2 separate regions of the Gossypium hirsutum genome follow, and region 2 is linked to region 1. A link is a contact called in public Hi-C data. All regions are on one chromosome and are shown on one strand. Each heading gives the region's core, a stretch centred on a gene start, on an enhancer-like site or on the middle of the called end of the contact. The rest is flanking DNA. Distances are from core to core; before and after follow the strand shown. Region 1 holds the start of LOC107943041 (protein LIKE COV 2). Region 2 overlaps LOC107925366.

Region 1 (2,820 bases), core at 221-2,720:
GGTTGAATAGTGATAATTGAAGTAAGAACTTATAAACTTAGCCACACTTCAATCATCAAACATCAAAGGCACAAGTAATACAATTAAACTTACCAAATATGTCAATGCCAAGTCGTTCATATAATGGACTGAAGAAACCGTCAACAAACTGAATAAACCACCAAGTAATGAAAAATGTAACTGCCACAGGAAAAAGGACCACACTGCAATTTTGCATGTCAACATGTTGTTACTTGTTAAGCTTTGAAATATCAAAAGAAATAATGGAAGACTGACATTTGGGGAAATATAAAAGCTTAATACCATCCAGTCATGAACTTCTTTGAGACCCAACTTTGGAGAACAAAACAACAAGCCTGAAGAATAAAACACAAATGCTCAGACTGGAAAATAAAACAGAATGCTTCGATATCAATACAACATATTTATTCTGAAAACTGCTCTCATTGCTTCCACGCTTTCTAAGACTTACATTGAAACTTAAACATAACTGTTCTTTTCAATTTGGGGCAAACATAATTACTTTAAAACCACTCAAGTAGTCAAACTCTGAATCGTTCATAATAATGACTTGAAAATGATTAAATTCCTTGAAAATGGGCACATGAAATTTCCATGAAGCATTTCAACAATAGAAACGCTAATTGGTTTAACCAAGAAATACATAAAGAACAAACCTTATCGTGGAAGCACTCTATCGTACAGGTCATTCAATTTCTTGGTATTTTAGTAAGGAAAAAAAGGGATAATTTAAATGCTAAACCCTAAAAGCAGAAGCATTTATCCTCAACGCTTAAAATCCTTCTAATGCGCGGCTATTAATTAGTTTTTTCCATAAAAAAACGATAGAAAGAATCAACAGGTCATCAAGATTTCCACTTTTAAAACAGGTTGAAGCCAAACCCGAGGACAATCAAAACCAACAGAATTTCTGGATATAATTGGGAGCTCAACCATTTTCATTTTCTTTTTCCCCCCTTAATATGAAGAGTCCAACCAGTTGACACTCAATAAACATAGTGAAGAAAGTTTATGATAAATCTTGGGCGATATTTGACCATTTTCAGTTCCTACATCCCAAATTCGGCAGGGATTTCCCATATCTGCAGTCAAAATTCCGTTACTCGCAAATTATATTTAGTGCAAAGGCTCAATTACAACTACATTTGGACTAAGAAAAATATGAAAGAAGTCCAAGAAGAAAGATGAGGGAGTGGGTGTGGTTAATTGATGGAAGTCAAACCTAAAAGAGGGGGGAAAAAAGAAAGAGAAAATGGACCTTGCGAGTGGAGGAATTGGGGGAGCTAGGCCTAGGAGGAGACTTAGCCGGATCTTCGGGATCGACACCACTATTTTCGGCTTGGCTCAGTGGAATCGACGTTGATTCTTTCTCTTCCGCCATTACTAGCTGGGAAAAATGTCGGGAAGTTAGACGGGAGATTTGATTATTGAGTGTTACATGCATTTAATTTAATTAAGATTTAAAAAATAAAAAAGGCAATATTTACATCATACGCAATGTCATGCTGGGCGTGGGGTTGGTGTCGCCTTAGGGTCACATTTAGTGGTTATATCAAATATGATTAGTCTATTTATTCATTTGGTCCTAAATTTGTCACAGTTTTTTATCTCAACTTAATACTCCAATTTTTTTTTTCTAATTTTTGCAATCCTCCTAAGGTGATTATCTATACTCTTAATTGAATCTCTCATTAGTTTAGTTGGTATTACAAGTCAACTAGACACCAATTTGATTAAAAAAATTACTAAATTATCTTTCCTTTTTGAAATTATAATATTATAAATGTATCTTAGTATTTCTCGTACTAAAAAACCAATAAAAATGTTGAAATTTTCCATGTCCCCAACATCTAAAACCTTAACTTTACTCCTATACCCAAAGCTTCATTTTGATTATATTTGTACATTTTAATATTATTACACAAAAGTTTGATCGATAATGTCATTAATTGAGTTTGTGGCACAAGCCAACTCAATATTGAATTTTTTATAATTATTTTTTTCTTTTATTATTTTTTCTTTGACCAACATGATAACATTTTGACGTGTTAAAGAAAAATGTTAATGTAACACCCCCGCCTGACTTCCGTCGAATTCGAGTATGGAGTGTCACAAATGGACTAAGTTCAACTATCCTTAATATTTATCGGCTTAACTATTATAACACAGACTAAGTAAAACTAATAATAATTCTTACAACCAAGCTCTTAAACCATTGAATGTTTAATCTCTCAATTTCTGTCTCTAATATTGTCTGTTTACAATAAGACCCTTGAAGTTTTTAACTTAGGGTTAACTATTTCAAAATCCAGACTCTGAGGACGTCATTTGGTTACACCATATTTGATCCTGAGGCGAAGCCTCTAATGATACCCACCTCCTTTGTGCATGATCTTGAGACAACAACGGTCCCCATTCTTCACGCTATCTGACTTAGTCCCTTATCGTAGTCCTTGATCATTCCAATCATTCCTATGTAGATAAGAAAATTTTCCATAAGTTCAAGAGAACTTAGTGAGTTCCTTCACTGCACCAAACTAAACCTTGTCACACGAAGGTAACAAATGTAAAAAAAACTAAACATAAATTAATTACCTGCTCACTCAAGGCAAGTGTTCTTTATCAGGGTGGCTAACTCCACCCGATCCTCTTATGATGAATGAATTAGCATGTGTGAATGTAACAGCCCGATTTTGGGCCTAGCTGGAACAGTGGTTTCAGAACCACTATTCTGAGGCTAGAGAAAATTATTTTGATGTTGTTTTATGTGATATAGAATGTTTATGAAGGTGCATAAAA
Region 2 (3,195 bases), core at 574-3,073, 870 kb after region 1:
TAGATGCAGTAGCCACCTCACGTGCCCAAAATTTCGAGATTTATGAGCCATTAAAATGCCCTCGATTAACCTCATGATGTATGCTCAGGCGTATTGTTGTATCACCTCCTTTATTCAGTCTTGAGGGTCTTCATGGAGCTTGTCGAAATTATTCTTCAACCAATTCATCGATATTCGACCACCTTCAAACTTATCCGGGACCTTCCCCAACAGTGATCAACAGAAGGTCATTTTGTCCGAAACAATCCTAAATCCCGTGATGACTAGCCCATCCACTAGTAGACCAAGTTGTAGCGCTACGTCTTCGAGTGTGATTGTACACTCACTACATGAAAGGTGGAAATGTGTTCCAAGCCTCCATCTTTCCACCAATGTACTGATTATTTACAAATTGAGTTTGCAACCCCCGGACATGTAAAACACATGTACGAATCTACTCGCTTGCAAGTGGCCATGAATTTCAAGAATCGCACACTTTCCCATATTAAGGATGAAGCCCTCCAAAACACGACCACTCGTCTATTTACATACAAAAAAAATAATTATAATAAAAGTTTAAATTTAACATTATTGAAATTAACAAATTTTAAATTTCGGTCTTTCCATTACTAATTGGGCGGCGAAAATATGCTTCTTGTCGAAGCGCATTAGGGAGGCAACTATCCGTGAGAAATCAATTTAAAAGAATAAAAATGAGATAATTAAAAAAATAATATTTTTAAATAAAAATATAAAAAAATTATTAAAAACGAGAGAGTTGAGAGGGTTTGAGAGAATTTGAGAGAATTGAGAGAGCTGAGATAATGATGTGAATGAAAAAATGAAATTTGATGGATGTATATAGGATAAAGAAAAAAAAAAGGTTACCGTTAGGGGTTTTAATTTTTTTTACCGTTGGCGACAACATTACGCTTTTCAGCAAAACTGGCCTATATCCCTAATTAAATTTAAAACTAGCCCAAAACCTTAATTTAAACAAATGGCATTTACGCCTTATTTTTCTTTAAATAATAGTATAAATAAAAATAATATATCTAATTAATTTTTTTCCTAATTATAACAATCTTTTATTTAAATTTATTGCACTATTGGTTCCACTTCATAGTAGAGATGTTGCAACCCCAAAAATCCCTCACCAAAACACAGTTGGGTCAAAGCTAACCAGCTCGAGAAAACTTTTTTAAACATTTCAGAAATAAAAAAATATTTTTATTTTAGTATTGGTTTTTGAAATTCAATACACCCTATTATCCTTTCATCTTCCCTTGATTGAAACTGTTGATATTAAGAAGTGACATGGAGGAGATTGTGATGAAATTCACCCTGTTGGGCAGTGAGGTAGAGATTTTTTGGAAGCAAAGGAGAGAGAGAGGGGTAAACATGGCCCTTCTTGTGAGAGAGGGTTTATATTAGTTTATGGGACACGATAGAATCAAAAAAATTATTTTGGGACACGTGGCAGCCTTGATTTGCTAATTAAATATGTCTATAGTCCTGGTTAGGTGGGCTTGTGTGTTCCTCAGGTTTTGGTGGTACGATATGTGTTGTAATGGTGGAAATGATCCTATGATGGGAAATAGTCATATGTAACAAAAAACCTATAAACCAACTATAATTGTTCTTTAAAAGAAATATCTTAATTGGTCACAACACAACTTGTTAAAAAAAGAAAACCAGGAAGAAGCATTCAACACTAATTTGTCTCCCACATTCTTAAATTGAGCTTGTTTAAAGGTTTGTGAATTAGGCCTATAAAGCCGTTTCATAGATTGTTAAAAGCATCATGAATTGAATGTTTATGAGCCCAAATTGAGCAGGAAATGGGAGGCCTTTCCTCATCTAAGATATCTCCTAATTCAATTGGTTACCCAACCCACTGGACTACCCTACGCAACACCTACTATGAAAGTCAAAAAGAAAAAACATAGCAAGCAAAGACGAGGAAATTGAAAAAGGAGCGAACACTAATTTATTAATGATATGTTTTTTTTCCAGGGGGCATGATTTAATGGGTGGAACTTGCTATACTTTATTACTCAAAATGGGTCAAAAAATTAAATATTAAATTAGAAAACAAATATACTTCAACAAACATGAATCAAACCAATTTTAAATTGGATCTGTAGAACCTCTGAGAATGTTATTTTGATGGAAAGCAAAAGGATTTGGCAAAAAACTATAATATTTCAAAAAGAATGAACAAACTATACATCTCTTAGTCTTACAGGAATGGTTATATGGACCCTAAAATATTCATCCATTGCCAATGGCATCTCCAACCTGCTGTAATTTCTTGCTAATTCGAAACAAGATAATTCTCCGAAATAGAAAAAAAAATGGAATATATGAAACAAAGCATTATACAACATTTTGATTGCAATGCAACCCCTAATCTAAATTTCTTAAAAAAACTATACTCTTTCCATCTTTTCTTTTTCCACCTCCTAGCTCTGAGCTTGTCCGATCATGTTAATATAATATAAAGAACTCCTCAAGCTCCAGCAGCTCTTCGACAACTTCCATATCTTACCGATATCACATGTTCTTCGATAAAGATCGTAAGCGGCAATACCAGGAAACTGTCGTCAGTTCAATGAGTATCACTGTGCTATCAATCATTATGGCCCTTAGCCATCAGAATAACTTCAAGAGGATCAAAAATCTGTCTCACATTAGTGGGAGATAAGCCCCACCATGCCCTTTCCTCAAGACAAGTGGTGCTGCAGTATCAGGAACCCAATCCAAGGCCTTCATGCAGGCATCCACCACATCAGCAAACCCAGTAGCTGAAGTAGCCAGTTGCAATCGTAGCCGCAGATCCCTAGTCCTCTTCAGCAAGCATCTAAATGATCTCCCAAGGTATTTGGCCCATTCTGCTGGTAACCCTCCTCCAGTGAGCCAAACCGAGAATTGGGATTGATCACCTCTGGCAGCTACCTCGGCCCTGTAGAATCTTGCCAGTTCGCTAAGCATAGATGGCTGAAGTGGAAGCACAGCCACAAATTCAGCCACAAACTCTTCTGTGAGTTCTGGATTGAGCATCTGATTCCAAAGGACTAGGGCCCATTCTGTCGGCTGATTAAGACCATAGGCTTCTGCAACAATAAGAGCCTCTTGGAATCGAGATTGCTCAACTAGAGCTCGCCTAGCATTGGTTTCAGATAGGTTGAGCCATTTAGAATCCGGAATGCGTAT

The links. A called contact is a pair of places that touch in the nucleus more often than the background predicts.
Region 2: a contact with region 1 is called in a Hi-C map of leaf, with 2.5 times the contacts expected there. The contact joins the enhancer-like site here to the promoter of LOC107943041 in region 1. A contact is called at or near these places in 2 of 34 Hi-C or Micro-C datasets (callus and leaf).

Annotation. Positions count from the first base shown.
Region 1 is chrA12:59,069,468-59,072,287 of Gossypium_hirsutum_v2.1, forward strand. It overlaps LOC107943041 (protein LIKE COV 2), which reads right to left and starts at 1,471. Exons shown (of 7, transcript XM_016876767.2): 1 at 1,280-1,471; 2 at 304-356; 3 at 94-203. The coding sequence starts at 1,465.
Region 2 is chrA12:59,942,513-59,945,707 of Gossypium_hirsutum_v2.1, forward strand. LOC107925366 reads right to left here. Exons shown (of 26, transcript XM_016856031.2): 26 at 2,165-3,195. The coding sequence ends at 2,668. Among protein-coding and RNA genes, the nearest start is that of LOC107925366, 29 kb to the right of the region's middle. Within about 2 kb of position 1,824, at least 5 of the 9 cell types and tissues checked have an H3K27ac peak or open chromatin away from gene starts, as enhancers often do. A contact at or near this core is called in leaf, where this site is marked.